Regions from separate parts of the Mus musculus genome. Here region 2 is linked to region 1. The links are chromatin contacts, called in public HiChIP or PLAC-seq maps. All regions are on one chromosome and are shown on one strand. The core of a region is the stretch at or near the end of the contact, and the rest is flanking DNA. Distances in the headings are between cores, read along the strand shown. Region 1 holds the start of Gpc4 (glypican 4). Region 2 overlaps Gpc3 (glypican 3).

What was found. HiChIP or PLAC-seq counts read pairs in DNA pulled down with a chosen protein or histone mark.
Region 2: an H3K27ac HiChIP or PLAC-seq map of embryonic stem cells shows a contact between it and region 1, with 14 read pairs. The contact joins the enhancer-like site here to the promoter of Gpc4 in region 1. A contact is called at or near these places in 6 of 39 promoter capture datasets (the 3T3-L1 cell line, 3T3-L1-derived adipocytes, embryonic stem cells and 2 more), 3 of 484 Hi-C or Micro-C datasets (the HL-1 cell line, cortical neurons and embryonic fibroblasts) and 7 of 115 datasets of contacts at active chromatin or transcription factors (embryonic limb bud, embryonic stem cells, heart atrium and 2 more).

What each region holds. Positions count from the first base shown.
Region 1 is chrX:52,162,483-52,166,840 of GRCm38.p6, reverse strand. Gpc4 (glypican 4) reads left to right here and starts at 1,918. Exons shown (of 9, transcript NM_008150.2): 1 at 1,918-2,225. The coding sequence starts at 2,066.
Region 2 is chrX:52,318,905-52,323,262 of GRCm38.p6, reverse strand. The region is part of intron 6 of Gpc3 (glypican 3); the gene reads left to right. Among named protein-coding and RNA genes, the nearest start is that of Mir6384, 57 kb to the left of the region's middle. Within about 2 kb of position 2,447, at least 6 of the 459 cell types and tissues checked have an H3K27ac peak or open chromatin away from gene starts, as enhancers often do.

The DNA of each region.
Region 1 (4,358 bases), core at 669-3,168:
AAACAGAAAAGAAATTGGAAGTCCTACTTACAGACAGGTCACAGTGTGTCTGTTCATGCTACTGCTCTGCAAGAGTTAATATATTGAAGAGGAGTCTGCAGTGGGCATTCAAAACACCCTCCACAGCTCCTCACCTCCAACCATGTCAGCACGGTTTCCAAAGAACAGTGGAGGAAGTCTCCACAAACCCTCTGAGGGCGATAATTGTAATGATGGTTCGTATCTTCACCCTATGTAATTTTATGGGAATTGAGAGTCTAGCCAAATAATAAGCTCCAGCCCTTTTCATCTGCCCAGTTCCCAGCACACTCCCGAAGTGTCTGAGGCACTTCTCACCCTGAGCTCTTAAAGCAGATTGTAACAATAACAACAGTAATGACAAGTTCACAATCTGCACGGTTCCCTTCATTAAAGGAGCCCTGGGAGCTTCAAAAACACTCATTAATGGAATCTGACAAAGCTTGGAAGGTGGGAAGACTCACCCATTCCCAGTTTTTCTTGTGACTAAATGTAGAACGGGAAGAATTGGAAATACTGGGCTGTCATTCCCTGCCACCACTAGAGTCTTTTCATTCAAGAGTCTTGGGACTTTGGACACATTGACCTTAGGTGAGTGCTAATTCTTAGCGTTTCTTTCTTTCTGTGGGGTGTCAATTCCTATACCCTACACAGGGCAGTGTGGGGCCAAAAGTTTTTCTGAGCAACCTTGATTTAGCTCCATCTCCTTGAGGTTCAGTGATTGTTTTCTGGTCAGTTTCAGAGTTTGTGTATATTTATTGCAGAACTTAGGGTGTGAGCGTGCGTTGAACAGTGTGTGGGGATGAAGCAGGTGAGAAGATGATTGCTAGAGTTAGGGGCTAGCTTGTGCTCTTGGGGGAACACTGTGATGGGTCAAGGGGGGCTAGGTGAGCCTCTCAGCCCAGCTGTGAGTTCCAGGTCCCCCGGCCCCCACCCCGCGTTGTTTGGATCAAAGCAATGCCAGTATGTGAGTGTGCCTTCCTTGCCCAGGTGTTGGTTAGAAGTGGCCCTGGATGCTGGGTAGAAGCAGCGAGGCTGGTATTGGGGCTGGAGGGCTAAGTGCTGCTCAGGCCCATGGGGATAGCCTGTCAAGTGGCTGTGGAGAAAGGCTTGTGGCTCAGACAGGGGCTCAAGGCCCCAAGATCCAGATCACCAGGATCTCTTGAGACTTGGCCCCTTAAGCGGGAAGAAACTGCCCTTTCCTCTCTTGCTGGGGGGGGGGGCGGGGGGCAGGTTCCCCGCCTCTGAAGAGGAGGGCAGGAGGGAGGAGCCCAGCAGGGCGTGTCGCAAGAGGGAGCGCCGCGCGCCCCGTGCGGGCCCCCTAGGAAGTGGATTTGGCCCGCTCCAGATCCAACCCAGCTTCCAGGTTTTCTCCCGGCCCGGCCCTGCGTGCTCCCGCCTGTCTCGGGCTCGCCCCCCCCCTCATGCCCGCCCCCTCCCTCCCTTAGGGCCGCCCCGCTTGGCCAAGTTTGCGGAGCCTCGCTGTGCGAGCCGGGCCAGTCAATCAGCGGCAGAGCTGAGAAGGGCACAGCCGTGCGGCCGAGGGCAGTGAGCTGAGCCGGGCTGGGTGAGCGGAGCAGCGCCGGGTGGCTGAAGCCCCGCGCCAGCGATCGCCCGCCGACGCCGCCCACACTCTGCTCTTCTGCGACGCCTGCCACCTTCCCTTCCTTCCCTGAGCCCCTCCGCCCCTGGCTAGCTGGCCCGGGTTCTCTAGCCTTCGGAGTCCCGAGGTCACGGATCCTCTCCCTAGTCCCTTGGGTCCCGCGCCCATTCCACGCCTTTTTCCTCGTACCGCACCCCGGCTGGGCGCCTGGCACCGGGGACCGTTGCCTGACTCGAGGCCCAGCTCCACTTTTCGCCCGCGTCTCCTCCTCCTGCCCTCCTCCTCCTCCTCCTCCTCCTCCTTCACTACCAACTTCAACTCCCCGGTTCTCGCTCCGCTCGTGAGTGTTCACTCCGCGCCTCTCCGCCCGCTCCGCAGCGCTGCTTTCCATCGGGTCTCATTCTGTCCCCTAAAGGTGGGAGCGCGTCCGTCAGGGTCCGCACCATGGCACGCTTAGGCTTGCTCGCGCTCCTCTGCACCCTGGCCGCGCTCAGCGCCTCGCTGCTGGCTGCGGAGCTCAAGTCGAAAAGTTGCTCGGAAGTGCGACGTCTCTACGTGTCCAAAGGCTTCAACAAGAATGATGCCCCCCTCTATGAGATCAACGGTAGGTGGGAATCCTGCACTCTCCCCATTACCGAGCGGTGGGCACCCCGGGAAAAGGGGCGCCCCCCCCCACGCCGCATCAGGTAGCCGAGAGGGAGAAACGGGCAGGCAGGAGAGCCAGCCCCGGCTTTGAGCGGGCACCGCGAGTGGAGGGGCGCCGCCGGTTTATTCAGTGCCACCCAGGTCCTTTGCTGCTGCCCCCCACCCCAGCCCTCTCACTCCCGGGAAGCCACTAGGGACTCTGGCCCTCAACGTGCGTGGCTTGGGCTCTCTCGCCTTTTCCGGGTTGAATTCTTTACTGGGTTCCCCGCTTTGTTGTGTGGGTGACGACGAGGCCGAGTGGGGGCGGGGTGGGGAACCTCCTGGAGTTTGCAGATTCCTAGGGGCGCAAAACGTGAGACTTGAATGAGCCGCTCATTGACGGTCTCCTAAAATTCCTCTCCCCGCCGCCTCTCTTCCACCGCTGACACGGTTTAGTTTTTAGGAGCTGCAAGGGCTTTAGAAGTCACCTTTAAAAAGCGAACTCTTCTTACTCCTTCAAATCCCGACTTTTGGGAAGTCTCCAGCTTTCCGGAAGGTGTTGGATAAAACGGGTATTTCCCTTCCTTTTCTCTTTTCTCACCTCATTTTAAGGGTTAATTGCACTTTCAATTACAGACCTTTGAAAGGACTGATTACAGGAAACCTAAATCTCAGTTTGGAGATGGTTATGCAAATGAAGATGGCTTTGCCTCTGAAAAAGTTCACCGGATTTCAGCGCTGGGGGGGTTGCGGGGGGTTGTGTATGGTATTTGGGGGAAGTCCTCCTAGAGCGCTGGGGAGGCTGCATCAGGTATGCCCTCCCCTCCTGCTCCCGAGGTCTCCAGGCCCGCTGGTGGCAGTGCCTGGGCTAGTCCTCCTTCCCTGTTGTACTAGATTTTTGAAGCCGCCAACTGTTGCGCACAGCCCTGCGGGCTGGCGGCCGAAACGGCACAGGTAGCTTGTTCACCCTGGAGACTCTGAAGGAGCTACGAATCTAACTGGCTTTTGGCCAGCTTAACCTAACGGAGGCGTTAGAGATTCGAGCCCCGAAGGCCAAATCTCCATTCCGAACCATTCATGGAAGTGTGCAGAGTGCGCCTTTGCCTCGCTGTACTGGTTGCCCGGGTGGGGCAGGCAGGGGGCCAGCAGCCAGCAAAGGAAATACTGTAATTTTAACCAGGCGCTTCCAAAAGCTTTAGAAGACTTGGGGGTCATCTTTTGGAAGGCTATTAATAACCTCGGAGATTAAGTGTGGTCATCAATTACATATAAACTACAAAAGTAATTGAGGGAAGTGGCTGGGTACTTTCAGAGTGTAATCGGGCTCCATCTAGAAATAGAACTGAAGAAATTGTTGGTAGTAGCCCAGGCGTCCACTGCACCTTGGCAGTTGTCAAGTAACTCACAGGCTACTGATGAAAGGCTGTTTGCCCTTCAGCTGCCTGTCTTTTTGGGAACTCAAGTATGTCCTCCCAGACTCATGATTTTATTGGTTGTAGAGCTCTGAAAAGCCCCCTTTCTTTTCCCTCTTCCTCCTGCCCTGCCAGCAAAAGAGAATTGAACCGGCAGCCGCAGAAGCTTGGGAGCTCTGCAGGTCAGACCTGAGGTCTTTGTGCCCTGCACGGCTCGAGCCTGGGTGCTTCAGAGATGATTGGCGTGAAGGTTACAGTTGTCATTCCCACATTCTGAAGGGAGGCATGCAGCTATGCACTTAATGGGACAGTGACAAGTTTCCATGTGCCTGTACAAACAATATGTGCCTCTGAGATGGTCTAGAGGCATTTTGGCCGAGGGCTATGAAATCACCCTCCCCAGGTACTTCAGGTTTGTGGTGTGCAGTCTCTAGAGATGGCAGCATCCCCAGCCATCAGTCTGATGGACAAGGAATTTGGGAAGGTGATGGTCAGGGACGATGGGTGTTCCCTTTGATTGTCACGGGCACTGAAGATACCTGAGGTACATCTTTGTATAAATGTCTATCTGGACCCCCCAAAAAAGATAGGGAGTTATTAGTGCCCAGCAGCAGGAAATGGAAGCTAATGTGCTCACACCCAAAACATTTTATTCTTTTTGTCTTGTCCTTCATCTCCCTCCCAGGGCTGCTGCTTTTATT
Region 2 (4,358 bases), core at 1,198-3,697, 160 kb before region 1:
GAAATGGATTTTATATTTAAACTTGGGTCCTATCCTTAGGACACCTCTTCATGTATTTGAACACATCCCAAAGCCCCTTATCCCAAACATTTCAGTTAAGGTAAACTCAACCTGTATTGGTAACATTACTGGAAATTTTCTAAGATAGTAAATGGCTTCCTCAAACTATGGAGAGCTGTCATCTCAAATGGTTTGAATTCCATAGATTCCATCCTCGGTGCTTCTTTCACATTCCAGTTTGCCTTACTATCCAGACATGGGTTCAGTGGAGAGCCTTGTCTTCATACACTTCAGTGTTTCTTACCCATGGAAGCTACAAGTGGCGAGGGGAGAGAGAGAATAGATGTGAAGTCTGAGAGATGGGTGTGGAAGAGAGTTTCACCAAGAGGCACCTATGGAAGCACAGCGTCTGGCAAGCAGTCCCCCTACTGCTCCCTCAACTAAACATCCTTGGCGCACAGACCTTTCCTTGCCTTACTGGGAACATTCAAATGGGTTTTCTCACACTTGAAAAGATCTGAGCCGGATGATTTTCTGGGACCTCGTTGTGTGGCCAAAGCACTTTCCTTGACCTTGCTGATGAGGCCTATTCAACAAGCCCTTCACCTCTGTTGGTGTGGTGGGGGCTGATGGCCCTTCTCCCCCGCTTTTTCTTCTTCTTTGAGATCATTATCATTATCCTGAACAGCATAGTTCACATGTCAGAGAACTTAGCCACCTTGTCAGGAAATACATTAAGCACAATGTATGTATTTTTTCTATGTGCATTCATCCACCTAATGAACATTTATTGAATAATACCTTTACTTTGTGACAAATGCCATGCCAGCCACAGGTAATCAAGGCAGACTGCGTCACTTCTTTAGTCTATTACAAATGCAACAGGGAAATGTATAATTGCAAATTGCAGAAAATTCTGTGAGAGGAACATCCACAGGAATCTAAAATGTAAATTCTGGAACTTTTTTTTTTATAGACTTAATAGTACTAGCCCCCATTTTTACAGGTAAGAAAGCTGAAGCTCAGCAAGAGTGACTTATACAGCATCACACAGGTAGTGAACTGGCTGGGTAGAGATTTAAATCCATGCTGGTCATATTCCAAAGCTCACACTCTTAACTGCTATGCAGCATGACCTGCTCGCTGTGTAAAGTACATATATAGCCATTAATTCTAGCCTTGTGCATTTGAGGTTCTGGCTTCATCTCAAAAGTGCAGAGTTTCCAATTGTTTCCAATTACTTGTGGCTGTGGTTTGGTGCATTTGTTCAAAGAAAGTGTGCATGCAAAGCGGGGGTCACATGCAAGGCCTCGTGGATGTACACAATGTGTAAATCGTATTGGCATTCCAAAAAGTCCAAGATTCATTGGAGTTACCACATTTGTTTCTCATTAGATTATGCTACTCAAAGACAAACAGTAAAGCATGTGTTTACATTACTGTGGACATGGAGAGCCATGCCCCCAAAACATTCCTTGCAGGTTGTATAAAGCTAAGCACCCAAACAATTCCAAATCAGTTTTTGTGAGCCCAGCTTAATAGCTTTAAAATGTAACCTGGATTCCCCACCCCTCCCCCCAAAAATTGCCTAGAAGACATGTGAGCAGCCAAAGAGACATCAGCTCAATACCCAAACTATGTATCAAACCCCGTATTTCCAGTATCTATTTTGTTAGTTATTCTTTATTATTTTGTAAATGTTAAGGTGATTAGAGTCAAGAAAACTCTTAGCTGTATAGCAACAGGAATGGCATTATTGATTCCATCCTAACTGGCTGTCCAAAGCCTATCAAAACAAACCCATTCATGATGAGATGGTTTGGTTATGTAAGACACAGTAGATGCAAAGCAAGACAGGGGCATCCAGTGTTATTAAGAGCATAGCGTTGTTGCCCCTTCTTGGTTTTGTTTTGTTTTGTTTTGTTTTACTTTTGAAACAGGGGTCTCACTATGAAGCCTCTGCTACTCTGGAACTCCCTAAGCAGACCATGCAAGCCTCTAACTCACAGAGATCCAGTTACCCACCTCTCTCTGCTAGGGTGCTGGAATTAAGGCGTGCACCACCACACCTACTTTTATTGCCCTGTCTTTACTTTCCTACCCAATAGTAAAAGTCTTTCCCATCAAGTTGTAGTTAACACCTAGCCTCCAAGAGAACGTCATAGAGTAGGAAGTTACCAGAAATCAAGGCAACCGAATTAAAAAAGGGTAACTGAAAGTCTCAGTTATAGATGTCTTTACCTAACTAGTACGTTTCTTAGAGCACTTGGGACTTAAGGACTTAATGATTTTTTTTTTTTACTAAGATCTTTATCAATCACCCAGTAAGGTCTTATATACTCTCTGAGGCTCAGAGTGTTCCCTTGATGAAGAAACTGGGAATGGCAGACTTCCCTGCCGCAAAAATTCGAGGGCTGCATTCCAAAGGACTTTGTGAGTATGTGAGAGGACATGTGCTCAGTCCCAGCTCAGTGTGAGGCTGATAAGACTCTTGCCCTTACAATCAGGACAGTAACAAGAGGCGCATTGTCTGTACCATGTAGACAGATCAAGAGGGGTTTCTCCCATGGGCCTCATTGCAGCATATTTGATCCCTGTAAGAACAAGAAGTATATTATTCAGATCTTTGTTCTCTTGTCAACCAAGCATGAAAAGAACGTTGACCAAATTGTGTTGTCCCATGTTGTAGTGCCCCTTTGTGGATATGTATTTAAGAATATGAAATTGATATATTCTAGAAAGCCTGGTTTTTTTTTCCTGCACCCTGATTCTAATTTTCTTACATAATTATGTCAGGGTTTTGTTTCCTTTTATTGCATGAACCTGAGTACCCGTTTCTATGCTTACTTTTCAGTGTTTGCCTTTCTGATCAAATGAAGTCAATCACCTTTATAGAAGAGGCTTTTCATTCTCCTTACAAGGGGATTTTTATTAACTATGATGGCAAAAGGTCATGATGGCCATACCTCAGGAAAAAGAAAAATGTCATTGTCTTCTACTCTCTTCACAAACTGGTTTGAAGAGTAATAACAAGGATTCCAGCAAGCATAATAATAATAATCACATACATCTGGCTAGCACCATTCAAGTCCAAAGCCAGCTCCAGAGAGTTTCTAAGAAGCAGGGTAATAGTGTGAAACCTTTATTAGAGTGTGACATAAACCTTAAATCTCAGTTACTTAGGAAGCTGAGGCAGGAGAATATCTTTGAACTCTTAAGTGTGAGACCAGCCTGAGAACATTCTAGAACCTGACCCCCCCCCAAAAAAAACACAAACAAATAACAAAAGTACCTCATCTGGGGTTTAGTCACATTAAGACTCTGGAAGACAGGTGTATTTAGAAATGCAGATGTGTTTTGTCTTTGAGATGTTATGAATCCAGCTTAGGACCTCATACCTACCAAACTCTCTGGAACTTACCACTGAGCTACATCCCCAGCCTAGGGAGCCTCATTTCCAACAAGCATCTTAGATAACTTTTATACAAGTTTTATTCTCATTTCCATGGTTGTCTATGGATTCGGAGTACACTCTCTTTAATCTAGCAATCCTACTAAAGGAAATGATAAAAAATGTGAGGTGATATGAAAACACTTGATGAGAATAACTATGTGTGGGAAGTCAGACATAACTATAATGCAAACATTGGATGCTGAAAAGTGGTTAAGGAAATTTTGATAAATTCCTTTATTGCTGTATGTTTTTACCACAGTTCAAATACTATAGTTTTCTTATTCATTATAAGACTTCTATGAGGCAAACACTATTTCTCACATTTTATTTTAGAGAGATTAAGCAGCTTCTCTGAAAATAAATGTGTAATTGCTCGGGAAACTAGGATTACAACCTAAGTATGCATGATTAGAAAATTCAAGATTTACTATATAAAAGTCATCAATTTAAAGCCTTATTTTAAAAAAAAACATAAACAAAATAGAGTCTTTCCTTTTACTTTTCCATATATATATATATATATATATATATATATATATATGTTGTATTAATCAGCTTTCTGTTGTTATGACAAAGTCCCTGAGATAGTTAACAAATAAAGACAAAGGGTTTTTTTTTCCCTACTCATGGTTTCACAGGTTCCAGACCATGGTCTGTTGCTTTTGTGCCGTGGAGAAGCAGAACAACATGGCAATGAGTACATTGAAGAGGGGCTGCCTCCCCCACTTCATGGAAGCCAAGAAGGAGGTTAAGCGCAAGCTTAGAACCCAATGTCTTCTTTAAAGGCACAAGCCCAGTGACTTAACTTCTTTCCACTAGATGCCACCTCCTTCCTTATACTTTTGTCCTCTCCCAATAAGGCCGTTTTTTCTGGAGACTAAACCTTTACTATATGAACATGGGG